Linked DNA regions of Mus musculus: regions 2, 3, 4 and 5 are each linked to region 1. The links are chromatin contacts, called in public HiCAR-type and promoter capture Hi-C maps. All regions are on one chromosome and are shown on one strand. The core of a region is the stretch at or near the end of the contact, and the rest is flanking DNA. Distances in the headings are between cores, read along the strand shown.

Evidence for each region. Promoter capture Hi-C pulls out the DNA fragments that hold promoters and counts their contacts. HiCAR-type assays count read pairs that join an accessible place to other places.
Region 2: a promoter capture Hi-C map of hippocampal neurons shows a contact between it and region 1, with 4 times the contacts expected there. The contact joins the enhancer-like site here to the promoter of Piga in region 1. A contact is called at or near these places in 5 of 39 promoter capture datasets (3T3-L1-derived adipocytes, cranial neural crest, hippocampal neurons and 2 more).
Region 3: a contact with region 1 is called in a promoter capture Hi-C map of pre-B cells, with 11 times the contacts expected there. The contact joins the promoter of Rbbp7 here to the promoter of Piga in region 1. A contact is called at or near these places in 4 of 39 promoter capture datasets (the C10 cell line, liver and pre-B cells) and 1 of 9 other capture datasets (liver).
Region 4: a HiCAR-type map of astrocytes shows a contact between it and region 1, with 6 times the contacts expected there. The contact joins the promoter of Txlng here to the promoter of Piga in region 1. A contact is called at or near these places in 1 of 39 promoter capture datasets (pre-B cells), 1 of 115 datasets of contacts at active chromatin or transcription factors (astrocytes) and 1 of 9 other capture datasets (adipose tissue).
Region 5: a contact with region 1 is called in a promoter capture Hi-C map of the SN4741 cell line, with 7 times the contacts expected there. The contact joins the promoter of Syap1 here to the promoter of Piga in region 1. A contact is called at or near these places in 7 of 39 promoter capture datasets (the SN4741 cell line, cranial neural crest, erythroid cells and 3 more) and 2 of 9 other capture datasets (adipose tissue and liver).

What each region holds. Positions count from the first base shown.
Region 1 is chrX:164,417,418-164,422,843 of GRCm38.p6, forward strand. It overlaps Piga (phosphatidylinositol glycan anchor biosynthesis, class A), which reads left to right and starts at 2,363. Exons shown (of 6, transcript NM_011081.3): 1 at 2,363-2,423; 2 at 5,167-5,426. The coding sequence starts at 5,229.
Region 2 is chrX:166,223,846-166,229,271 of GRCm38.p6, forward strand. No RefSeq gene overlaps it. Among named protein-coding and RNA genes, the nearest start is that of Gemin8, 56 kb to the left of the region's middle. Within about 2 kb of position 2,091, at least 3 of the 459 cell types and tissues checked have an H3K27ac peak or open chromatin away from gene starts, as enhancers often do. A contact at or near this core is called in hippocampal neurons, where this site is marked.
Region 3 is chrX:162,757,922-162,763,347 of GRCm38.p6, forward strand. It overlaps Rbbp7 (retinoblastoma binding protein 7, chromatin remodeling factor), which reads left to right and starts at 2,451. Exons shown (of 12, transcript NM_009031.3): 1 at 2,451-2,786; 2 at 3,654-3,798. The coding sequence starts at 2,771.
Region 4 is chrX:162,826,855-162,832,280 of GRCm38.p6, forward strand. Txlng (taxilin gamma) reads right to left here and starts at 2,600. Exons shown (of 10, transcript NM_178935.5): 1 at 2,385-2,600. The coding sequence starts at 2,486.
Region 5 is chrX:162,886,176-162,891,601 of GRCm38.p6, forward strand. It overlaps Syap1 (synapse associated protein 1), which reads right to left and starts at 2,287. Exons shown (of 9, transcript NM_025932.2): 1 at 1,894-2,287. The coding sequence starts at 2,110.

The DNA of each region.
Region 1 (5,426 bases), core at 1,113-3,612:
AGCATTTGCTGCATCTCGTTTGCTCAGGGTATCATTAGTGAAGCAAGCCACATGGTCAAGCCCCAGACTCAATGTGGGAGGGATTAAATACAGGTTATCAGTTGATGGGTCATTTATTGAAGGCCACCAATGTAAAAATTTCTCACAAAGCTAGTTCCTGTCCCTAGCCACACATGGATTCTGCCAGTATTTATTATTCCGTAGGAGCTAATCCCTGGTCCATGTTTTACTTCCACTCGAGATTTGTCTAGGGCCTAGGTAGCTTTTCATCTTGATTAACAATTTGCAATTTTGATTCTGCGTCTCTTTGGTTCTACCTCTCTCATTTATATTATATCTGAAATTTTCGATTTGAAGCAGAACAAGGAAGAGTGTCACAAAATAATGATTGAAAAATGTCATCTTTGCTGGAAATCTGGGTCAGCATCAAGTACATTTTCTTCAGCAATTTTTCTTAAGCATTCGACCAGTTTGCTCTAACTCTTACTGACAATGCCAGTATTCTGGCTAAATCTCTTCCCTACCTCTTTCTTGTATAATTGCACAAAAATATCTTTTGAACAGTCAGCATCTGCCTCTGTATCTTTATTCACTTTTTTTTTCTTGAAAGGATCTTGTTCTCAACTTTTATGGACACCCCCTACTTCTTGTTTCATAAATGTTGGTAGATAGAAATACTTTTTTCTCTGAAGCTCCCAGCCTTTTCCCACATATTTCCCTTAGCAATTCCTTTTCTCATAGACAGTTCCATATGCTTCAGTTTCATTTTGGTTTGGAAATAGTACTCTTGCCAAGTTTTCTCTTTGTGTACTTTGCATATAGATAGCCAGCCAGCTTTCACTACATGTGTGAGGTGCCTCCCACTCTAAAATTATCCAAGGAAGCTTATTTACATATGAATTTGCAAAGAACTAAATTTCAAGGGAAGATGCTGACTACTTTATTTGACATCTTTTCTTTTTAGACTATTTGATAGTACAACTGGCATTGGCTGCCTTCATACCTTATCATCAGAATATCCAGCACAGCAATATTTTAGTCAAATTCTAGTGGCTTCCAAGAACGTTCTCTAAAGCAGTGTTTCTTAACCTTCCTAATGCTGTGGTGTGATGACCCACAACCATAAAATTATTTTCTTTGCTACTTCATAACTGTAATTTTGCTACTATTATGAATCGTCATGTAAATACCTCCTATACAGGATACCTCAAAGGGGTCCTGACACACTGGTTGAGAGTCTTTGAAGGCATGCTTTGTGGTCGTTCAGGCAGAATACTACAGTTCAAATCTGCTACAACTTTTTTGTTTTGTTTTGTTTTTCCAGACAGGTTCTCTGTGTAGCCCTGGCTGCCCTGGAACTCATTCTGTAGACCAGGCTGGCCTCGAACTCAAAAATCTGCCTGCCTCTGCCTCCCAAGTGCTGGGATTAAAGGCGTGCGCCACCACACCTGGCACAACTTTTTGTTTTGTTTTAGAAAATACCCTTAACTTTACCACAAGCTTCAAGTGGATGCCAGTCATGGTGATGGTGTTGTTGCTTAGAAAACAATTTATTCTAGAAAATGCAGGAATGGCCATGCTGGGGAATCTGCAGGTACCAACTATAAAGAGCAGGTGACTATTACAACAATCGAGAGATTCTGTCTTCTTGGCCAAGCACAATCTGGCTCCAGACCGCAAGACAGTTTTGGCTGAGGACTGCAGCAGCTTGAGCGGGAGCGTTTCAGGTTATACCTAAGATTCCCTGACACCCCCCCCCCCCCATAGAGTTGTAAGACAAAAACAAAATCTGAACTTTTAAAAGGAAAGTCCTCAGTCTTTAGGACACGCACAGATATGTAGATCTAAGATTCAAAGTTCAGAGTTTAGTTTTGACTTGCTGTGATTTTTCTTTATTTTTGTACTTTTATGCATCACATTTAGCAATCCTGCCAGAATAACAAGAATGGATGTGGTTGGTTTGGCTGTGGTACCATACTGACTAGAAACGCCCTGGCCTTGATTTCCCCGCCCCCTACCCTGCCCTTCCTCTTATCCCCGCCCTCCCCGCATTCCCGCTCCTCCCCCCAGCCCCCGGCCCGGCCCGGCCCCGCCTGGTCTCTCTAACCGGAAGGAGGCGGGGAGAGACCGGGCTTCCTGAAAAGAGACGCAGTAACTAAGCAACCAGGGCACTTACGCCCGGGACCTTCCGCAGCTCTTAGGAGACGTGCTCCTGCGCTCGCTGACGCTACAATCCCGCGCTAGAGACTTGGGCCCGACTGGGCGTCTCTCTTCTACGTAATTCAGAACCTCTGTGTGATTGGTTATCATGGGGGCGCGGCGCTCGGATCGCGGACGCTTCTGATTGGTGCTTTGGAGCAGCGGGGCGGGATTCTGTTAACTGCCGCGGGAGGTCCGGACAGTGGCGGCCATGGGACTGGAGGGTAAGTACGCGTCTTGGCTGTCCTTTCTAACGTTCTCGGTCTCTCTGGATGGGGTTGTGCCGTTCTCACAGGACCGTGGCAGGCTGTGGAGGAGGTGAAGCCTACTCTATCTGAGGCCCGGAAGTCGGGTCCGTGGGTCTCCGTAATCAAATGGGGATTGAGGGTGCCTTGAGGGTTGGAACTGGTTCTTAGACTGAGTTTAGTAGAGCGAGTGACTGGAATCTTAGGACGTTTTTCCGAGTCCCTTTGGGTCTGGCCGGATCTTGTCTCATCCTGGGGTGCTGGCTGGTGGACCCGGGCTGATCCTCTTTGGCTCTAGTACACCCGAGCTGCCTCTCAGGGAGTGCGTGTGCACTGCCTTGGGACTGGATTAAAGTATACTTCTCTTGATTTCTCAGCCCTGTCCGAGCCCCCTCTAAGGATCCTCAGAAGCTTCTACTAATAAGGGAGTTCCCTGGGCACGATTGAGAATTTTGAGGACTTCTTGACTTTGTCATTTACATGGCTTGGGTAGGGAAGTTGTACAGATCGCTTAGCATGTAGGGCTGGAGAGAGAATTGACCAGATTTTACAGCCTCTATTCACTTATAGAAGCCAAGATTCAGTGAGTATTTTCACATACTTTCATTTGGTTCATTATTTCTGTTCTTATCATTCACTTCTTAAAACGGGATAGGACTAAAGGACCAGGTTTAGATGACACATGACAGTAGCACAGCATTAGCCACTTGAGGCTTTGCTTTCCCCTTTTGCAAACTTCATATTTTCTTGCTTCCATTATTTGTTTACTTACTGGTTGTAAATTTGGTCTTCCCTCCTCTTTTTTTCCAGTTTATGTGTCCGGGTGCCCCCATGTAGCTGTCTTACCCTGCCCTAGAACCCTCAATTCTCTGTCTCCCAAGCACGTGCTCCTTTCTTTCCTGCCTCCTCCCTCTGAATTTCTGAGACGATTTTAAATGTAGGTGAATTTGTGGGAGAAAATGGACACATGTAGTTGCAGGTGAGAGCTGAAACTCAGAGAGTTAGGATAGTAATCCTCCATTGAGTTCTTTGTAGACTTGTAGATCTCAACTAAGGCGGATTTTTGCCAGATCTCTAAAGCTGTGGCATTAAAAGTCTAAGCATCTATAGAACAGAGTATTGAATGAGCACTTCATATGAGCATCACTTTAGGGAACTCCTAAAGGGAACTTTTCTTAGCCTTAGATGTAGGAAAGAGCCCACATGTAAAGCCTGTGTCCTGTTCCATTTCCTTTCAGGGTCTACACTGAAAGGGTGCTCAGGGGAAAGGCTTCCATAATTAAAAGAAGGGTTCTGAAAAGAGAAGGGAGCAGTTTAAGCATAGCTATCCTTGAATAAGGAAGGAGAAGCCAGATTGTCTTCAGCATGAGCTCTAGGGAACACTTGAAGAGGGTGTTCTTAAAAAGAAAGCTCTAGTTCCAGGTACATTTTAAAGGAAACCACAGAGATAATACCAGCAGAGCCTTATGGGATGTACTGGGTCACTAGCTAAGCTGTGCAGCCCTAATCAGCACATTTTCTGTGAAGAACCAGATGGTAAATATTTTAGGCTCTGTGGGTCATCTGATTTCTTTCAAAGCCACAGAAGTAGCCATTCAGAATATAAGTGAATGGGCAAGCCAGGTTCCTGTAAAAATTTGTTCGTAAAAATAGACAATGTGCCAGTATACTTAGATTCACATCCTAGCCTGTTTTAGTATCCTTTTCTGCTTCACAACCCAGAACAAAAGGCAGTGCTATAAAACAGCCTTTTTGCTATTTTTCATGACTCTGGAATCTGCTAGACTTAGCTAGTGGTACTTTTATGAGTCTTTTCAGGGGTTTCTGTAGAAGGCTGCATTTAGCTAGAGGTCTGGCTAGAAATTGGGCGCAGGTAAGAATGTAGAGGTGGCTGGGTCCCTATCTCTCCATGTAGCTTGTAAGCCCTTTTCCTCTCATTGTCTCCCCCATGTCCTTCTAACCTAGTAGCTGTATGATAACTCCAGAAGTAAAAGCCATCGAACCTTTCATAGGCTGAGGTCAAAGATCTGCATGTCCCTTTTACCATGTCCTGTGGCTTACATGGTCCCAGTGCAAGGGAGATTCCTAGGTGCAGTGGTGCACACCTGTAATCCCAGCCCTCAGGAGACTGAGGCCAGGAATATTGAATTCAAGGTCAGCATGAGCTATAAGCTAAAACTTGGCTTTAAAAGTATGTGGGAAGGTATGGTCGCTAATAGCCTGGCACATTGTGTTCTAACTTCTTTAAGCTTTTGGCTTTGCATTTACACTATATAATTGATACCTTGTATAGGTCTGTCAACTAGACTATGGCCACATATAGAAAACTCTTAGTCTGTGTAGTGTTGGATAGATAGTGATTTAATAGGTAAGAAAGCTTAATAAGCTGATAAGAGTGATAAGAGAAGCAGGGAAATGGATGTTTAATTTTTTGAAAGAATTGGTTTTGTAGCAAACCATTATGCACTGTGACACAACGTTTAAAAGTGGACCAGTTTCCCAGCTCAGTTAACACATTGCAGAATCTCAGTTCTTTTGTCCTATGGCATCACCCTGCTAAGCAAGTAGATGTTCTCAAATGAATACGTTTATAGTGTGCTTTGCTTTTATTTCTAAGTGAAAAACTTTAAAAATATGCCTTAACATTAAAACTATTTCTAACAGGATTTGAGGTATGAAAGGAGATGCAGTTTTGAGCTGATGTCCTGCTTTTCTCTTTCAGGTGACAGAAGACACATTTCTTAACTGGCTTGCTCTGAGAACTGATGCTTGGACCACCTCAGCATGGCCAATAGAAGAGGAGGTGGGCAAGGCCAGCCTCCTTCAGTGTCGCCTTCCCCGGGTAGCTCTGGAAACCTTTCCGACGATAGGACCTGCACCCATAATATATGCATGGTGTCAGACTTTTTCTACCCAAACATGGGAGGCGTGGAAAGCCACATTTACCAGCTCTCTCAGTGCCTCATTGAGAGAGGGCACAAG
Region 2 (5,426 bases), core at 841-3,340, 1.8 Mb after region 1:
GCTTCTGGTTGGGGCTGCTGTCTCCCTGACAGTGCTAAAGCCAGCTGCTTTGTACCTGGAACCCCAGAACGTTGAATAAGACCCAATACACTCTAACTGCAACATCTCACTTAGATGAACTCCCAGATGGCAAGGGGAATAAGGATGTATCCCCATCTTCTAAGGGATCACTTCATTCTGAAACCGTGTGACCAGCTTCCTTTTAAAGTGTCAGGCAACTGCTTGGCAAGAAGGGGCTTTCTGAAGAGACTGGAACGTTCTCCAGCCAGATCTTATGTTCTGCCCTCCCTGAGCAGTACCCCCCAACATTCATTTTTGCTGGAGAGCAATTGGAAGTAACCATTAATTGCTCTAGACAGGGTCTTTCAGAGCCTGTGAAAGCATTTGAAAATTTACTGTAGTGCTGGTTGGTACTGGAAACCACTTAAAGAAAAACAAAAAACAAGACTCTTAAATATTTGTATCATTTTGGGGGCATATGAAAAACGAAGGGTCAGAAATTAAATGACAGTGACTCACCTGCTGTCCCTTCCAGTACAGTGTGTCAAAATAGTGATAATTGATGCAATCAATTTAGAAATCATTTCTTTTTTCTTTCCGTTTTCAGTCTTATGTAGCCCAGGTTGGCCTCAAACTTTCTATGTAGCCAAGGATGGACTTGGATTTCTGAGCCTCCCCTCTACCTCCCAAGTGCTAGGATTACAGGTGTGAGGAGCTATGCCTGGTTCTGTGAAGCAGTCTTGCTGGTCCAATGGTCACGGGGCACATTTCATAGCCTGCTTTGTCAGAAGGCCACACTAATGTCTGAGCACACAATGCTAGAAGACAGGCAGCCCTCCCAGCAATATCACAAAGCATCTCTTGTAGCTAGTGTCATTTCTTGCAGGCTGGAACTGGGTTGAGTAGGCTAGGAGGTAGGGGAAACACATTATTACTGTGTCATGGAATCGAGATGAAAAAACGTCAGGTTTTCGTGCTTGGAACAAAACCAATTTCCTTATTTACACCTATACCTTCATAGCCATTGTGTCAGCAGTCTCACCTTGAACTCCCTGTGTAGCTGAGGATGATGACCTTGAAGTATTGATTCATCTGATTCTACTTCCAGAGTGCTGTGATAACTGGCATGTGCCACCACACTAACTTTATGCAATGTTGGGATTAAATACATGTTTTCATGCTTAGTAACCAACCGCTCTACCCATTGAGGTACACCTCTCCCTTACTTTAATAAACTCACTAACTATCCTTCCCTCGGGCTCATTCTATAAGTCTTTATCTGCAGTCTAGTCAAAGATCTAGCTTTAGCTAAGAGGCAGTCCTTGAGGAGGAAAGGACACTCTTGTTTCTCCAGCACCCTTAACCCCTCCAGCACCACTAGACGAGAAATGCTGCCAGTGGAGTCCGAGGCATTCAAGCCCCTCCTATGACATGGTGCAAGTCACCACTGGACCAAGAGGCAAGTCATCACTTCCCTAGATGTCAGAAGTAGTAGCATTGATGGATAGCCTGCCAAGTATGCATAAGGCCCTGGGTTGTATCCCAAGCACCACTATACACTGGGTATAGTGGAGCAAGCTTACAATCCCAGGACTTGGGAGGTAGAAGTAAGAGGACCAGAAGTTCAAGGTCATTTAGCTATATAGCAAGTTAGAGGCCAGCCTGAGCTAATGAGATCCGGTTTCTAAATTTACAAATAATAAATATGCATGCACACACAGGGGCTGTGTGTGTGCGTGTGAGTGAGCACACATGTGCACGCGCGCACTCGAGTACTCATGCATGTGCTCTAGTGACTGGTGGGAAGTAGACAAGGAAGCTCAAAAATAAAGAAAAGGAGGGGAGTAGGAGGAGTAAGAAAAAGGAAATCAGAAAAAGACAGCTTGAGAACAGTGAGTGACAATGAGTAAGACAGGAGAACAGCAAGGAGGACAACTGCTGGGAATGTAAGCCAAGGACACTGTGGGAGTGGGAGAATGGCTTCTGGGTAGCTGCTGCCTCCTGCCAAAGAGAGCTGGCTATGCTGTGACCTTCATCCCCCATCCTGGCATCCCCTGTGTATACACACTTGGCGCCAGGAGAGTGGTGGAGTGCTAGAGAGAGGGTCTGAATGCACAGATACAAAGCTCTGAACCCAAGAAATGAATGTCAGGCTTAGAAGTCATTCCAGAGATCAAAATCTTGGTCTTGTGATGGAACCTTCATGAAATGAGAAAACCAAGAAAAGCACCATTCAATGCTACTAAAAGGAATGTGTGACAGTGTGTGTGTGTGTGTGTGTGTGTGTGTGTGTGTACATGAAGTTTAACTTACACTTCTACCCATAAACATGGAGGCCAGAGAAAAGGCTAAGTGGGTAAGGAAGGTTGTTGCCAAGCCCGACTCCCTGAATTGATTGATTCCCTGGAATCTACATGGTGGAAGCAGATAATTGACTTCCAAAAGCTGCCCTCTAACCCACCCCCACCCCCCGCACACACACACACATACACACACACACACACACACACACACACACACACACACTGCCTTCTGAAGAAGCCATGCCTAGGGCCCTTCCAGGATGCTCAAAATGGGGAGATTCTGTGTAAAGGATGAGGCCTGCACCACAAATATATATCTGAGTGCATTGTATACTCATGTTCTTAACAACTTCTTAAGAGAGGTATGGTGGTCCTCTCCCAATCTATGAAAGAACACTAGCTCAGATAGGTTTGGATCATGCAAAGTACCACAGTAAGGGCAGTGCCAGAATGGGTTCTGAGCAGCTCTACCTGGTGGCTTCTGTCAAAGCTAACTACCTATGGTGCGACACCTAGCTTCACTTCAGTATCCCCCACATCCACACATGGACAGGCCTACTGCATCACCTGGTGAGCTGTAAGCAAGGTTGGGATTTGTACCCACCTACCCTCGAAGCTTGCCTCTCTATGAACTTGTGAGCACCATCCTAGATGAGTGGATTGTGCCAACAGAGTACTATCACCCACCCTTCTTGATAGGATCTGATACTTATGCAGCTGCCCCAGCAGCAAGGTAATAGACACACATGTCAAGAAGGCAGACCCCATTACCCCATCTGCAAAGAGGTTCAGAAAGCCTGCGCTCAGAAGCCACAGCCAAGGGGGCAGCTCTTTCAGAGATGAGCAGGGTTTTGTAAGACCTCAGTCTGCTCACACTACCCACGCAGAGCCCCTTAGCACAGTGGAAACCAAATGTCTCATAGCTGTACGCCTACATATTTTTTTTCATGGCCCTTTGCTATGGTACAGAGATGTTCACACTCAAAGGTCGATTAGCATTGGCATTTTGTACCATAAGCTTAAATCACAAAACCACTGTTTTCAAATGCATGTGGGGCTGCAGGGAAACACAGGACACAGGCAAGATAATAGGCATGCCATTCGGTGGCAAGAAAGAACGCTGTGCTTCGTAATTACTTCAGAATCAGTCATTCAACAGTACAAAGGGGAAAAAATGAACTGAGATAAAATTCCCTTTTGGGGATGTAATTATGATTATTCTAAAGCAATTATTATTCATTTTACATATTGGGAAATTGCTCCCCAAATATGACCTGTTTAGCGATAGAAAGCTACTTCAATATAATTTGAATAAAGGATTTTGATTCTTTATCTCAAATTCAATTGCATTTTGAGGAATAAAAACAAGTGTGAGGGTTCTTAGAATTATGAATTGCAATTACTTTGGGTTTTTTTTTTTTGACATAATGTTGGCTGTCTGGCCCACTAATATTTTATCCTTGTGTGTGCTATGCTTTTATTTTGTGACCCACAAAACACAAAGGATATTCTGAAACCCATGGCTAGGCAGAGGGACAAAGCATGAATAGGTATGGCAGGGAACAAATTGAATGACAGAGAGATTACTTTCCTCTCCCTTTGACAAGGAACAAATAATAAAAATAAATAAGCAAGTATATGCAGAGAAAGAACAAAATGAAGGTGGGTATCATTCTGAGAGGGGAGACTGAGTTAAACAGAATGGGGGAAAGAAAAAACACAGAGTAGCTATTCTTTATATGGCCAGCCCAACCCTTTCATGGTGATAAAGTGGAGAGCCTCAGGCTCCAATAATAAGGCCTGATACTGGGTCTATCTTATCCATCCATCCATCAATCCATCCATCCATCCATCCACTTATTCATTTACTCAATAACCATTCAATGAGAGCCTCACAATAAGAGGAGGCCATGAAGAAAACTCAGCCATCTTTACAGTCAGCTGGAAATGAGTGCCTCTGCTATGACTTGAACATTTGTGTCCCCAACTCCATATGTTGAGATCCTGAGAATACTAGTATTCCAATACTAGTATTGGAAGCTAACGAATACCCTTATAACAGGTTCCATAGAGACCCTTAGTCTCTTCCACCACATGAAGACACAGGAATTCAGAGCTGGCTTTCTGTGAACCAGTAAACAGCCTCTACCAAACAACCACTGCTGCCTTGATCCTTAACGTTCCAGCCCCCAGAACTGTGAGAACAAAATCTCTATTGTTTATAAGCCTCCACTCCCTCCAGCCTATGGTAGTTCGTAAAATGGCTCAAATCGATCAGGATCATGTCCTATTCCTTTCATCTGAGTTCAGAATCCCAAGACTGTCAGTCATTAGCACATCCATGGAAGACTTTGAAGTTACCATCACCATGAACCGTTTGAGCCACAGTGAAGTAGGAGATCAGATTAGAGACTAGAGTCTGGAAGGCTTTACATGAAGCTGCAAAAGGAGCATAGGACAAAAACCTGTTGGCAAACAGGAAGGCTGGAACACAACCAGCCCAACAGAGACAATTGACTAAAGTTACTGGCACAGATACCAAGGCACTCTGGAGGGTCTGTTTGAAGGTGACCTCTGGTTTATTATCTTAAAATAGATCCTTAGGTGGTGATTTCAATTCTAATGAGACATATGGCACATGAAGTTGTACGCAGAAAGACACTTATGGGAGCACACTGGAGAAAGCCACCATGCAAGTGACCCAAAAAGCCCACACTATGTAACATGAAAGTTTTCATACAGCATTTGCCATTGATCTTCAAAACTTCCTACCTTGACATGATGTTCTTTCTTTTCTTAAAAAAAAAAACAAAAAACTTAATTTTTGTTAAATACATAGTAATGAAATGAATGAAAGTATAGAAATTAAATAAATAAAAATACTGATTTTTATATGTGTGAAATTTTGCCTGCACATATGTATGTACAGCATGGCCATGCCTTGTTCCCACTGGTTCCCCTAGAATTACAGAGCCACCATATGAGACCTCCAGAAGAGTGACAAGTCTACTTAGCTATTGAGCCATCTCTTTAGCTCCTAGAATTTTATTTTAATTATGGATATACGTGCTTGTGAGTGCTTATAGAGTCAAATTCCCTGGAACTGGAGTTGCAGGCAGTTGT
Region 3 (5,426 bases), core at 1,201-3,700, 1.7 Mb before region 1:
AGGCCAAAAAAAAAAAAAAAACAAATTCCAAAGTTAATGAAACATGGTTTCTATGAACCTTTCAGATTAAGTGTACAATAGCATGTGAATAATCTCAAAATTCCTGAAATGTCTGTCCCTCCAAGCTTTCTTCTCAACGTCTTGAAGGTAAACTAAAGAGTATAAAGAATTTAGTTGGGCAGTGGTGGCGCACGCCTTTAATCCCAGCACATTGGGAGGCAGAGGCAGGCAAATTTCTGAGTTCGAGGCCAGCCTGGTCTACAGAGTGAGTTCCAGGACAGCCAGGGCTACATAGAGAAGCCCTGTCTTGGAACAGCCCCCCCCCCCCCAAATAAAAGAATTTAGTTAGCTGGGAAACTCAGGTGAAGCACATTTGCCTACCATGTGCAAGGCCCTGGATTAGATATCCAGGACTGACTAACACACACACACACACACACACACACACACACACACACACACTCGTCCTCTACTCGACCCCCCCCCCACCTCTGTGTGTACACAGTTTAAACTAAATTCATATTGTCTGGGAAGAGTTACTTGTTTTTTGTGACAAGGTTCCTAGGCATTCCAGGCTGGCTTTTGAACAAAGATCCTCCTACCTACCTACCTCCAGTTTCCACGGACTGGGATTACACACCAGGTTCGCTCAGTCCTTTAAACGTTTATTTTAGAAATCATAACTACTCATCAAAATGAGCAAATTATATTACTGACAGGAAATCACCTCTCAAGTCTTCTCTGAGTACACATAGTTCCTGCTGAAGCAGAGCTGTAGGACACAATTATTCTAGAACAAGGTGGACAAGCTCCAGTCCTTTAAATCTCGCCCACCAAGGGGCTTTTGCATGGCCCTGAAGCAAAGCATGATTTTTTTCATTTCCAAGTGATTGAAAAAAAAAACACAGAGAGAGAATATTTTGTGACCTGTGAAAAGTACACAGAGTTCAGATTTCAGTGTCTATAGTTTTGCTGGAAGATGGCCAGGCTTATCCATATTTTCTATGGCTGTTGTGTTACAACACCGAAGGCTGCCTGACCCCTGTCAAAAAAAAAAAGTTTGACCACCAGTGTTCTAGAACTCGGAGGACCCATGCTACTCCACTCTTCTAACCGCCCCCCTCCCGCCTCCAGCCACCTCTTCAGCGTTAGTCACCAGCAAGATTCTTGGAGCTGACATGGAGGGAGGGCGTTATAATAATGAATTGTACCACATGGGAAAACAAGAGACCCAAGACAGTAAATTTCTATATAAGGGAACGTGACTGTTTCTGTCACATACTAGAGTAACGTCTGAGTTGGTTTCTCGATCAGAAAAGAGAGCATCCTCGAGGCCTCTGCATGGTTGCGTTTAAGCATGAAGGCACTTGGAAAGCTATCAAGGGAACAAATGTTCCGGGGGTGTTTCTGCAAGGAGAGCCTCTGAGTTTAGATGTAGACTGTGGTTCCCTTTAAGCGTAGGCGCCTGGGCCCCTCTGCTCTGGCCCTCTTTTTCTCCCTGGGATCATGTGGCTTTCTCTTCACCCCCCCCCCCAAGGCTAAAAAGCTTCAGAGAAATGCAGAGCTCAGGTATGCAGGCCTAGATTAGCCCAGCCCAGCTCTCTCCAGTTCAGCAGCCAGCTGCAGGGTCAAAATGGGACCCCTTCAGGTGACAAGAATGACTCAGCAGGGGCCTAGGCAGGAACTGAGATAGGGAAGCAGTGGCAGGCACAAAATCCCCTGCAGCAGCAGGAAGCTAAAGAACCAGTAGGTTAAGGACGCACAAAGGTGAACATACAAAAAGTCATTTAAGTCAACTTTCGACGAGGGGCGGATTGAAGGCCTGCGCCATCGCAGGCCTTAAATAAAGGTCTGCCCAGCTTCTGGGAGAAAAAAGAAAAACCCGCCCAAGGTCTCTCCTAAAGGTCCCTTTCGCTTATGACAAATGTCACCAGAGCTCGACTGGGCCCTCGATACAGTTGAATGGGGGAGCCTTTGAGGGGTGCAGAAAACTGCGTGGCCGTGATTATCTGGGAGACTTTGCGGGCAGTGTAATCTCTCGAGACCAGGAAACCATTTTCCTCACTGGCTCTGAGATTTTGCTTTGCTAAGGCGGCTGCAGCTTCCCTGCCCCCCTCGCACACCCCCGCCGCCGCCGCCGCCGCCGCGGCTGCTGCTTTAAGCAACCACGCCCCGCGGGCCCCAGGCTTCTTGGCCCTGGGGCTCGCAGCCCCCGCGCAGCCTGCACACCGCGCTCGCATCCGCCCCACCCCCGCGCGGGCCCAGCCGCCCCCGCGGCCAGCCTGGGGAGTGACGCCTCGCGCCTGCGCCTCGCCGACTTCCTGCCGCGGAACGCCCCACCCACTCTCGAGAAGCCCACCCCCGGAGAGCGCGTCAGACCCTCCCGTCGCACGCTATTGGTCCAAGCCGCCGAGCCGTTGGCTCCCAGGCCCGCCTCTTCTCCGCCTCTCCAATTTCCCAGGGCGGCTGCGCCTGCGCTCAGCTGCCTGGGCGGGCTGAGAGGCGCGGGTTGAAAAGTCTCGTTCCAAGTTTGGCGAGAGGGAGAGAGAGGAGAGCGGCTCAGACCTCGCTACCCGCCAGCGGGGAGGAGGCAGAAGAGGAGATCGCGGCGTCTGGGGGGAGAACCCAGACGGCCAGACCGAACTCAGGCTTTTCCGAGCGAGGACTGCGTGACGTGCCTGGGAGAGGCAAGGAGCGCCTGCCGGGCTGCTCTTGACTAGCGAGAGAGAAGTCCGAGGCGGCCAAGGGGGGCGAAACGACCCGACGCAAGATGGCGAGTAAAGAGAGTAAGGATGCCTGCCCTGTGGGGCGGGCGGGCGTGCGGGCGCCGGGACTCCGGGGGGCTGGCGGGCTCCCGAGGCCTCGGCACGCGCTGACGAAAGGCGCGAATTGGCGTGAGGAGCAGGGGGCGGGGCTGGGCGCGAGACTCGCCGCGCGCCTGCAAGGGGGCCTGCGCGACACGGGGCCTGGTCGCCGCCGAGGGCCGGGAGCATTTCCGGAGCCGGGCGCGGGGGCCGAGAGAGAGGCCCCCCTTCCCCCACCCCCACCCCCACCCCGCGGCCTAGCTCCCTCCGACGCCCTTGGCTCGGGGGCGCAGGCGCTCGCGGCCCGAGAAGTCAGCGGCGGGCGCGGATTCTTCCGTGCGCGTGGTCGTCGTCCGTCTGGGGTCGCGGCCCGTGTCCGTGTCGGGAGGGGGGGGAGGAGCTGGATCCCGCCGGACTATGGCTGCCGATCGTGGCTTGGTGGGGAGCTGGGGCCTCCTGCGAGGGTGGGGGGTGGAGGGAGCAGGCCTGTGGGCTGCTGCTGTTCCACGTGGATTGGATCTATTCGAGTGGGTCGGGGCACCGGTTTACAATGCGGATCATCGTAGAACAGGTGCGAGCGGCTATAAAAAGGCTGACGAGCTCGGTGGTAGGGCAATTAATGACCCAATTCGGGTAAGCGCCGGAATCCCGATCTTGGAAGTGGAGGCGAAAACGCTTCCTGATGTTGATCTTCTCACTTTGTGGGAGAGCAGTTCGTGTGAGCAGGATAGGTAAAAGGAAAGAATAGATAAGGTGTGGCCGTCTCGAGGTGACCTCCAGGATCCGTAGCCATGCCTTTGACTCCGAGCCTTCTCAGCCACTTAATTGTGGGCTTTCTCCAAATTTCAGTGTTTGAAGATACTGTGGAGGAGCGTGTCATCAACGAAGAGTATAAAATCTGGAAGAAGAATACACCGTTTCTGTATGACCTGGTTATGACCCATGCTCTTCAGTGGCCCAGTCTTACCGTTCAGTGGCTTCCTGAAGTGACTAAGTAAGGGTTTCTGCCAACTTCTATTTTGTGTAGATTTAAGTACCATGTTAAATTTCTAGGTATTGTTAATGTTATTTTACACACAGAACATAAATACCTAATTGGTTAGGCCGAGGGTGAGGCGGCAAGTGGTTGTTCAAAACTTAAGATGGTTTCTATCGTAGAGGTGTGTTGAGAGGAGAGAATATTGTGTAATACTGTGTATAGGAAACGATGACTATTTTGCCATTCCATGACCAACATCTCTGGACTCTAGATCAATACATTATTTTCAAACTTAATAGGAAAGATTACATACATAACAAATTAAAAGCTATTATGGCTTGATGCATTAAGTGATTTTCTTGAATATTTGTAAGATTTGGCATAATTACTGATATTTATGGAGCACTTAGAATAATAGAACCTGACACATCTGAAGAGTTTAAGCCTCATAACAGAACTACTGTTGCGATTCAGAGATTTACCAGTGAGGAAAGGGGATGAGAATTTTAAGCACGGTGCTCAAGCGCTCACTACTGGCGATCTCATAGCTTACAAACTAGGGCTCAACCAACCAAAACCGGTTGGCTCCAGAATCAAGGCACTTCCTTCACTAGACTACCTTTAGGTAGGCATGTACCTTTTTTTTGTAATTTTTTTAAAAGATTTATTTATTTTTATTATATGTAAGTACACTGTAGCTGTCTTCAAACACTCCAGAAGAGGGAATCAGATCTCATTACGGACGGTTGTGAGCCACCATGTGGTTGCTGGGATTTGAACTTCAGACCTTTGGAAGAGCAGTCGGGTGCTCTTACCAAGTGAGCCATCTCACCAGCCTGGCATGTACTTTTTCTATAGGAATATGGGCACATACCTTAAAAGTATATTGATTTTTTTTTTTTGTCTTTTTTTTGTATAGTGAGCCTATAATTAGGGTCAAATGAAACTAATATACAAGGAAGAATTTGTGACCAGTGGTAAAAAGAAGCTAGTTTTAAAATCACTTGAAAGGGCTAGGTTCCATATATGAATATTGACCTTCCAGATGTGGGCTTGCTGTCTCAAAATCTCATGTTTTTTATTTGCAGGTTTTTTTATGTTAAAATTCCATTTTAAAAATCTAAATGTCCAGTGAGAAGAGTCTTGAATTGCTACATAATGGGGGCTTATAGGCATTGATTTTAATTTTTTCAGCACTGGAGGTGGTTCAAACCCAGGGCCTCAGCATAGTAGGCATGTGCTCTGTGGCTAAGGTGTTTTGAACAGATTCTAAAATAGACTGAGGGTTGGCAAGGTGGCTTCGCATGGTAAGGCACTTGCTTCCAAGCCTAAGAACATGAATTCAGTCTCCAGAACTAGAAAGCATTGACTCCTGCAAGTTGTCTTTTGATCTACACATGTACACTGTTGTAGACATGCATATCCACACACAATAAATAAATAAGTAAATAGAATAAAAATAGAATGAGCTGGGTGTGATGGCACATGGGTATAATTCTAAGTTATAGGCCTGCCTGAGGTATACTCATAAGACCATGGATTTTTGTTTTTGTTTTTTTAAGATTTATTTATATGAGTACACTGTAGCTGTCTTTAGACACACACCAGAAGGCGGCATTAGATCCCATTACAGATGGTGTGAG
Region 4 (5,426 bases), core at 1,350-3,849, 1.6 Mb before region 1:
GGCCAGCCAGATGAACAAAGCAAGATTCTTTCTCTTTTTAAAAAAGTGGGTGTAGTATTTTTACTTGCATAGCACTTGGGAGGCCAGACCAAACTCTGCCTCAGAAAAATAAAAATGACCAGGCAGATGATTTGAACCAGGGACCAAGAGAGCCCATCTCCACATTTCTTCACTTCAAGTCCTATGATATAAATAATAACAAGAAATCACGTTTCTCAATTCCTCCAATACTCTAAAAACAACTGAAATTGTTTAACATCATTTCTGCTTCCTGAAAAACAAAAATATAGAGGTTAAGTTAGAAAAAGGAGCATTTTCTTAGGTTCCTCACCTAGAATCAATAAACTGAAGATCATGAATGAGCAACTAAAAATTAATGTTTACTGACACAAGATGTTCACCCAATTTTGAACTGATGATTCAAAATGTAATGTTAGCTTCTATTCCATTTTATAGTAAGATAGAAACCAAGAGTCCCAAAAGAGCATGAGCAAAGAAATACAAAGGTAGTAAAAATAAAAGACATACAAGACTATTCATATACAGCCATTAACCAAAGCTCTGAACTCTGAGAGTCTTAGCCTCATAGGTTAAAATACTAGTTAATTAAACCTTACTTCCTAATTCAGTGACTTTCTGTCCTTATTCCAGTGGCATAAAAGGGAACTTATGTCCTCAATTGCAGTGGCTTTTTATCATCAGAGGTTTCCCCTGGGGAACCTATGAAATCAAACACTGAGTTTGGCTCCCCACCCTCAGGGAATAAATGTCCAAAGTGACAGTGCTGAATCCCTAAAGAACTGTTGGGCCACAACTTTTCCAGTGTCCCAAGCAGTAGGTCCCTCTTTTATGAGACAGAATAGAACATGAAAATACCGGACCTTAGAAATAAAGCACCCCAGGCCAGAGTGGTGGCTCACTGCTGTAATCTCAGCACTCAGGAAACAAAGGCAAGAGGAAAATGGTACTTTCAAGACAAGCCTGGGCTACATAGTCAAATGAGGCCAGCCTGCTACAGGGTAACCGATTTCACAAAAAAAAAAAAAAAAAAGTGAGGGAAAAAAGGAACAGGCCCCAAAAAGCCAATTCTTGACACTGCTCAAATGTAAACCAGACCTTTGTTCTCCCTTTTGAAGTTCATGAATCGCATTAGAAAAATATTATTTCGTAACTTCATACAGGAGTGGCTTTTAAGATTAGTCAAATACATAATTAAGTAATATTAAATAGCTCTCAGTGGTCAAGCAGGGTGTCCAACAAGTCAAGCGGTTTCAGTATGTTCTCCTGCAAGGCAAAGGGATGGAATTTACACTTTTTCAATACCATACACCCCAGTTCTTGGTTCCTGGGCCTGAAAGCCCTGTACCCTACTCGTTGTGCAATCATTGTCAAAACTCCACCCACTGAGCTCCAGAACAAGTGGATTTCTCCCATTCTGAAAGAGATCTCGATTTTCTTGTATCCAGGGAGACACTGAAAACTCCTTGACGTGAGTCAAGTAAGGCAAGGGGAAACAAACAGTCCAGCTCTTCTCCTAGATTAAGAAAGACCAAAACCGAAGCCCAGGAGGAAACTCAAGTTTCCACTTATCAAATTAAAAAGAAAGAAAAGAAACAGAGGGTAGTGGCAGGAAGCCGGAGACAGCTATCAGAAGATGATGCTGGTTCCCCAGCATCACCACCTCATCCCCAGCCTCACACTCAAGGCAGGTCCATGATGCCCAGAGACCAAGCCCCGTTGTGGATCCCGGGAGCCCCGCGGCGTCCCCCGCGTAGCCACCCGCGCAGTGTCGCGGGGGACCGCGGGGGGGCAAGGGGAAGGGGGGAAGGGGCGAAAGGCAGCCCCGGCTTCTGCGCTGTTATCTTACTGCGCAACAGCCTCAGCTCTGAGGCCGGGGAGCACCCCGCAGCGCGCGCCCTACGCACCTGCCCAACACGGAGAGGGCTACCCCGTACCCCGATAAGCCCCCACCCCCACCCCGTCACCTCCTTGGGCAGCGGAGTCCCAGTGCCCGGTGACCACACAGGCTGAAGACTCAACACCCGGGGCAGCACCCGCCGCACGTGGCTGTCACACCTGGAGCGCCCCTGCCTAGCACCCCTTCACCCTCTCAGACCGGGGTCCACCATGTCCTCCCTCAGCCCCCTACTAGGCGTAGTGTCCCCAAGTCCCAACCACCGTCCCTTCTCACCAGATCCATTTCAGTCACAACCACCCCGCACCTGCTCCCCAACTATCGTCACTCTTCTGAAGGAAAAGGGGGAACGGGCCGGATGTTCGTCCCGTAGCTAAAGGTAAAGGGGTAAGTGAAGAGGTGAACCCCAAAAAGGGTAACCCAATCATCCCCGCGACCCAACCACAACGAAGGCGTCCCCTCCACTGACCTTCTGCGGGGGGCTACGTCGCCGTCCGCCCCGTCCGCCCTCACTAGCCTCCTCAGTACCGCCGCCTCTTCCTCGCGTTACCTCCTCAAGCCGAGTCGCCATGAGGTGACGGCAGCAGCCAAACAAGCGGCTGGACCAGGGGCACGGAACCTCTCAGGGGCTTCAGCCCCGCCCCCTTTACACCCCAACCAATCGTAGCGTGAGAGTCTTCTCACGTGACCGGAGGAGGTTGGCTCCTGAGGAAAGGCAGTTTGTTGGGGGTGGGGAGCGTAAAATTTTGGGCTGGGCTTCTGTTAGGGCCGAAGGGCAGACAGAGGCCGCTGGAGTCTGCGCGGACCGGGAAAGGGAGTAGACTACGAGTCCCAGAAGAATGTGCGGCCCCGGCGTCCAGCCATGAATCCGGATAGGAGCGTCCTGGGGGAAGAGTACCCGCTGTGCTGAGTGTGCAGCCTTCTGGGGCTTGTAGTCTCTGAGCGGCAATGTCGCGGTACCGGAAAGTAGTCGTTATTAACCTACAAGAAAAGTTTTAAAATCTTCCAGAGTTTGAGAAGGAATAGAATCAGAGACACTTCTTTGTGGTTTTGCTTTTTTTGCTCTTCTTCATAATTGTGCAAGTATAATTTGAGAATAAGAGACTCTTTTAACTTCGCTATTTTCGAGGTGGGAGATGCAGTCTCAGAATTTGGAACATTGGACACTTGCCCAGAGTACAGCCTCTCTACCAGAGTTCTCCCCAAGGTTTAACTGTCCAGAGTTCCTTTGGGCTGGAAGCCTATTCACCTTTGCCCAACTGATCTGGCTTCAAGTACAGTTCTCCATGTTAGTTCAAGATTAATTCGTATTTAAAATGTCTTGCTTTTTGCACCATATGTTTTGCTAATTAAAAATATCACGAACTCTGTTTACTAAAACAGTTATTTTTTTCTTGATATGTTAGAGAAGGTCACTCAGAAATATCCCCTGTTTTCTATTTAATGGAACCAGATCCTTAGTGGCCTAGTGTCTAGAAGTCACTGACCATCACAAAATCCGGAATTGAAATAATTCACTATGAAAATCTGTACAAATATACTTTCCTACAGTTGAACACAAAACAGTGATACCAGGAGCCAAAACTTAAATAACTTGAGGGACTGAAAATTTCAAATGAGCAAATTCTTAGGAGAAAATAGGGTTGGTTTTGTTATTAATGTTGTTTGGGGGTTTTATTGTTATTTTTTTTTTTTGTGGTGCTCATTATCAAACCACGGATCTCATACATACAACACCTGCACTCAACCACTGAACTACACTCCAGCTCAGTTCAGTTGAAGAAATTCTTTTTTTTTTTTTTTTTTTTTTTTTTTTTTGGTTTTTTTGAGACAGGGTTTCTCTGTGTAGCTCTGACTGTCCTGGAAGTCACTCTGTAGACCAGGCTGGCCTTGAACTCAGAAATCCACCTGCCTCTACCTCCCAAATGCTGGGATTAAAGGCGTGTGCAACCACACCCAGCCATGCTGAAAAAAAATTTTTAAGATTTTATTTATTTATTTATTTATTTACTTATTATATATGATGAGTACCCTGTAGCTGTCTTCTTTTTAAAATTTATTTATAATAACAAATATGTACACTGTAGCTGTCTTCAGACACACCAGAAGGACATCAGATCTTATTACAGATGGTTGTGAGCTACCATGTAGTTGCTAGGAATTGAAATCTGGATATCTGGAAGAGCAGTCAGTGCTCTCCAGCCCAAAGTTTTGGGGGTTTTTTTGGACTTAGAAAGAAAATCTCATTTACAGTTCATACGTTTATAACAGATGTCAGAAAATTACTCCTTAACCTGCTGTGGTGTTGCAACCTTTGGAGACCCCCATGCAGGAGACAGAGACAGGTGCATCTCTGTGAGTTTGAGGCTAGTCTGGCCTACTTAATGAGTTTCAGGCCCAGCCAGTATTACATAACCCCGTCTCAAAAAAAAAAAAAAAAAAAAAAAGGAAAGAAAGAAAAGAAAAGAAGCCTGGCACTGGTGTATAACAGGACAGCTGGACTACATAGAAAAACCCTATTTCAAAAAAACAAAAGGGAAAAAAAGGGAGAAAGAAAAGAAAATTGCTCCTCAATATGTTAATTTTTTCAGGAGATTTGAGAGTATAGTTACTTCTGATTGTTTAGTATGCCAACTAGGCATGCCTGTAATCCCAGCTTTGGGGGAGTCAAAATTACAACTAGAAAAGAGAATCTTGGCTACATAGTTACAAGGCCAGGCAGAGTAGTGCGGTCAAGCCAGCCTGGTCTACAAAGTGAGTTCCAGGACAGCCAGGGCTATACAGAGAAACCCTGTCTGGAAAAACAAACAAACAAAAAAAGGCTAGTCTTGCTTAATATCTACATACCAAGTTCCAGGCCAACCAGAGCTATCACAGTGAGACCCTGTCTCTCTCTCACACACACACCTCAAGAAAGAATGCACTGTAGCACAAATGATAAAGTAACTTGAGAAGGGGGGTAGGGCGGGGGATACACTGTAGCACAAATGATAAAAGTACTTGAAACCTGGGCTCAAACAAAGAATAAACTGTAGCAACAATGATAATGTAACTTATAAAACTATACAAAAGATAGCTTTTGCCAGGTCACACACACACACACACACCCTTCATGAATCAAACCAATTTGTTTTGATTTTTTGTTTGTTTGTTTGAGACAGGGGTTTCTTTACATAGCTCTGACTGTCTCGGAACTCCCTAGACCAGGCTAACCTAGACCTCACAAAGATCTGCCTTTCTCTGCAACCTAAGTGCTGAGATTGAAGGCATTTGCCACTTGGCTCCTTTTCTATTTCTGAAAGTATAATTTGATTACAAAATGCTTCCCTTCCCTTCCCTTCCCTTCCTTCAAACCTTCCCAACCACCCCACATTGCCCTCCAGCCACTGCTAGCTAATGTATTCTATTGAGAGCTCAGATTCCAGGCCTAACAGATTCAAGTCTTTGTTTCTGAGTCTTAAAGGGGCACTCCATACAGTCTTCGGTGATTGTTTTCACCTTTGTTCCAGGA
Region 5 (5,426 bases), core at 1,037-3,536, 1.5 Mb before region 1:
AGGTAAGGTCTAGGTTGTCAAGGCTGGCCTTGAACTCACATTCCAAGCAGGTCTAGATCCAGAGAGCCTCCTGCCTCAGCTTCTTAAATAGCTAGGATTGCTGGCTTGGTATGTGTGACAGAGGGGCGGAGAAGATTCTTTGTGTAATCCTGGCTGTCCTGGAACCAACTCTGTAGACCTGATCTGCCAGCATCTGCCTCCCAAGTGCTGGGATTAAGGGCAAGAGCCACTATCACCTGGCCAGCTTTTTTGTTTTTTGTCTCATGTGGCCTTGAACTGCTGCTGATCTTCCTAAGACCCCAAAATACTGGGGTTACAGGCCTATGTCACCACCATACTTGACTTTTATCCCACGTTAATCTATCCCAACTACACTACAACCTCTGCTCCAGTGAACCCTTCTCACATTCCTTAAATATTCCAAATCTACTCTTTCCCAATTTTCTAAGCTGCAAATAGTCATCCTCTTTTTCTAGTGATTTCATGGTATCACACTAAGTTTTATTTTCCTTGTCCAGTCTTCGGGAGTCTTGGCTGAGATAATGTACTGTTAAAATTTGATACTGTGGCTATTTCCCCTATGCCTCTAACTTACAGTCAAACATTTTGAACAATAGGACCTTTCCTGCTGAAGTCTGTGCGTCTTTGTTCTTTGACACCCTTAATTGACTTGATAAGTCCTTAAAACTTTCAAAATTTCGTGGCTGTGTGGTGGTGAGCTCCAGTAATCGGGAGAGAGGAAGGAGGGCTGGGTTCAAGGCCAGCCTTGGCCATATGAATTTGAAGCCAGCTTTGGCTATCTCAAAAAGAACAAAAAGCCTCACAAAATTTAGTAGATATTTTTGTTGCAATTCTCTTATGTTTACTTCTGCTTAGGGCCCACCTCCCCCCAAATCACATTCTTTAACTATGTAAGCCTGCCAAAGTCTCTCGAGAATTAATACAGCAGGTATTTATATTCTTAAGAACTACTGTTTGTTCAACTGGATAATAAAATTGGAAAGTGAAATCAGGTAGATTTTTGGCTCAAAATCTACTTGTACTACTATCAGTAAAACGCTGGACTTGTTTCCCCAACCCCTTGGGGATTGTGAATAGATGAAATGAGGGATTTATTATTCACCAAAGATCTAGCACTGGAACTTGAGTATAGCAGACAATTGGCACCTTCTTTCCCACCTTAAGGGAAAAAGGTCCTGCTGAAAGGGGAAAAGAAAAAAAAATACTGATCGCGAAGCGACAGGGAAGCAGAGGTGAGAGGATCAAGGTCATCCTTGACTTTATGGCAAGTTCGAAACCATCTAGGGCTGATTGAGACCCTGCTTCAAAAAAATCAAAAGAAGGCATGAATGACTATGGCTCGAGTAACTTTTTTTTTGGACAGGGTTTCTCTGTATAGCCCTGGCTGTCCTGGAACTCACTCTGTAGACCAGGCTGGCCTCGAACTCAGAAATCTGCCTGCCTCTGTCTCCTGAGTACTGGGATTAAAGGCGTGAGCCACCACCACGGCTCGAGTAACTTAACGAAGTTACTTTAGACAATACCTTTCAGTCCTTTCTTGGGACAAAAGGCATTTTTCTAAACCAATTCTAGCTGGGAGTCAGAGTTGGAGATTCAAATGAACGTTTTCAAGTTGAACAAACCGAATTCCTTGTCAAAACCCTGAAGACAGCAGCACACTGATCGCTTTCCGGCTTCCCAAGTTTACAAACTTTGCAGGAAAGCGACAAGTCCTTAGGCACGTCGAGGAGATGAAGTGACTGCTTGGTGAACTTTGGCGTTGTCCAGCTCCTTAGCCAACTAGCCCATGTCAGAGAGGACCGTCCCCCTCCTCGTACATCAACATCCCCGCGTCCCCTCCCAGTCCACTCTCAGGTCCCAGAGAGAACTCACTGCCAAGGCCTTTGGCCTGGTGGAGGAACTGTGGGTCCTCCGTCGGCGGCTGCTGCTGCTGCTCCTCAGTGGGCTCCACGGGCCGCTCGGGGCTCTCCTCAGAAGGCGCGGCTCCCGCGGACAGCTTGTCCCCGTCCCGGCTGGGAGGCTCTTCTCCCTCCGCCGCCGCCCCCTCGGGCGGCTTCAAGCCCAGCCAACTGCTCAACCCTCCGAACATCCCGCCCGCGGGGTCACCGCCGCCTCTGCCGCGGTCCCCTCGCCCAAGAGCCCTGGCACCCTTAACCACTGGCTGATCCGACTCCGCTGGTCTTCGAGGGAGACTGACCGGAACCGGAGACCTCCCGAAGCTTGGCCCACCCTCTCTGACGGCGGCTCAGCTGGCCGCGCATGCGTCATGTCCGGCTAAGGCTCCGCCCCCTCTGCATCGACTCCCCGCCTCCCCGCCTCCCCGCCTCCCCGCCTCCCCGCCTCCCCGCCTCCCCGCCTCCCCGCCTCCCCGCCTCCCCGCCTCCCCGCCTCCCCGCCTCCCCGCCTCCCCGCCTCCCCGCCTCCCCGCCTCCCCGCCTCCCCGCCTCCCCGCCTCCCCGCCTCCCCGCCTCCCCGCCTCCCCGCCTCCCCGCCTCCCCGCCTCCCCGCCTCCCCCTGCTTTTGGAAAAGAGGCTAAGGGCCAAAAGGGTTTTCTCCGCTGAGCTCTTCTTGCTCTCTACCCACTTTTCTATTTTCCCCAGCTTTGTTTTTTGTTTGTTTGTTTGTTTTGTTTTGTTTTTGGCTTTTTCAAGACAGGGTTTCTCTGTGTAGCCCTGGCTGTCCTGGAACTCACTTTGTAGACCAGGCTGTCCTCGAACTCAGAAATCCGCCTGCCTCTGCCTCCCAAGTGCTGGGATTAAAGGCGTGCGCCACCACGCCCGGCTTATTTTCCCCAGCTTTATAGGTGTGTGGTTGGCATCTTTGGGGGCTCTCCTACCTGGTCTCACTTTGTGATTACCTCGAGATGACAGCCTCCTTTTTTAGGGCCAGCTGGACCGGGTTACACCCCCACCCTTGGAAAAGGAGGCCTCAAGCCTCCTCCTGAGTTTAACCCAAAGCTGGGAGTAATGCATAGTGATTTAGGCCAGCCTGGGCTACCTAAGTTCTTGTGTCAAGAGCAGAACATTAAAAAAAAAAAAAAACCTAAAGGAAAAAAGGAAGGAAATCAGCTGAGCGTGGTGGCACATGCCTTTAATCCCAGCCCTCGGGAGGCAGAGGCAGGAGGATTTCTGAGTTCGAGGCCAGCCTGGTCCACAAAGTGAGTTCCAGGACAGCCAGAAAAACCCTGTCTCAAAATACCAAAAAAAAAAAAAAAAAAAAAAGAAAGAAAGAAAGAAAGGAAATTAATTGTAAGGAAGAAGTTGGGGTGGGGTACTTATAGATTAAAAATTGGTTTACAGTGGGTAGGTAAAATGGATTAGCAGGTAAAGGTACTTGCCACCAAGTTTGGCAACCTGAGTTTGATTCCTGGTACCTATCTGATAAAACTGACCCTTGCAGGTTCTCTGTCCTCTGATCTCTACACAGGCTCTGTGACTACCTATACCATAAATAAAATTTAAAGTATTTCACACAATAGCTTAGAGAACTTACTGGGACTGAAGCTCAGTCAGTGGTAGACTGCTAAAACACATGCCCAACACAGCAAATCATGCGCACACATATGGAATAGACCTGGCTGAATGGGGTGATACATGCTTGTATTCTCAGCATTCAGGAAGCTGAGGCAGGAGGATCTTGAGTTCAACACAAGCCAGAGCTACATGAGACCCTTTCCCAAACAACCAAATGAGTGGCACTTAGAATTTAAAACCCTGGTAGTTTACGTGCTCAGCCCTGATCTCCACATGGCAGAAGAAAATAGCCCACTCCTGAAACTTGTTCTCTTGTCTGTATCAGTGTGCATTGTGTTCTCCCCAAACCCCACACACTAAATAAAGCATAATAAAGATTAAAATAGGGCTGGAGAGATGGCTCAGCGGTTAAGAGCACTGACTGCTGTTCCAAAGGTCCTGAGTTCAAATCCCAGCAACCACATTGTGGCTCACAACCATCTGTAATGAGATCAGATGCCCTCTTCTGGTATGTTTGAAGATAGCTGAAGTATACTTACATATAATAAATAAATAAATAAATAAATAAATCTTAAAAAAGATTAAAATAAGAAAACCCTCGAATACTCATTTAAAGACAGGGTCTCAAAGCCTAGCACAGTGGCACACACTTTTAATCCCAACACTTGGGTGGCAGAGGCAGTCAGATCTGAGTTCAAGGCCAGCCTCACCTATATAGTACAGCTAGGGTTACACAGTGAGGGTTTTTCTTTTTTTCTTTTAAATATAGGGTCTCAAGTAATCAGGCTGGCCTTGTCTTGGATTCTCTACCACACTCACCAAGCCTTTCTTATCTGATTCTGGGAATCAAACTCGCTGCCTTCTCTATGCTAGGTCTATACTATACCGATGGAGCTACATACTCACAGTCCACAACTGTGCATTTTATTTGAATACTAATTCAGCAAACACATTTAAAAATGATGACACACGGGCTGGTGAGATGGCTCAGTGGGTAAGAGCACCCGACTGCTCTTCCGAAGGTCCAGAGTTCAAATCCCAGCAACCACATGGTGGCTCACAACCATCTGTAACAAGATCTGACGCCCTCTTCTGGAGTGTCTGAAGACAGCTACAGTGTACTTACATATAATAAATAAATCTTAAAAAAAATGACTCTTAATTAAAAAAAATGATGACACACATATAAATGGTAACTTGGACCTTAGGAAGCTGATGAGATCAAGGAATTGTGAAATCATGTTTAAATTGTGGTCAAAATTCAAAATTTATCATCACCCATTTTCTTTTCTTTTTTTGGGGGGGGTTGTTTTTTTTTTTTTTCTGGTTTTTCGAGACAGGGTTTCTCTGTGTAGCCCTGGCTGTCCTGGAACTCTGTAGACCAGGCTGGCCTCAAACTCAGAAATGTGCCTGCCTTTGCCTCCCAAGTGCTGGGATTAAAGGCGTGCACCACTGCTGCCTGGCTATCACCCATTTTCAAAGTCAGTAATTTAGTAGTATTAAGCACATTCACATGACTTTGCAACCAATAGCCAGAACTTTTCATCTTGCAAGCTGAAATTCATACACTGCTTCCATTCTCTGCAACTAAACTTCTAGCAAACATCATTTTACTTCATCTTTATGGACTGGTCTGCCTACTGTAGATACTTATGTTCAGGGCTGGGTGCTGCCAATATGAGAGTAGTAGGTTTTTTGCCTAGCAAGAATGAGGCACTAGGGTCAAACCCCAGTCCATGGAGGACGGGAACTTGGTGTGATTATACAGTATCTGTCTTTTTGTGATTGCTTCCTCTTCCTCCTCCTCTTCCTCCAAGACAGGGTTTCTCCCTGTAGCCCTGGCTGTTCTAGAACTCACCTTGTAGACCAGACTAACCTCTATCAAACTCAAAGACATCCACCTGCCTCTGTCTCCTGAATGCTGGGATTAAA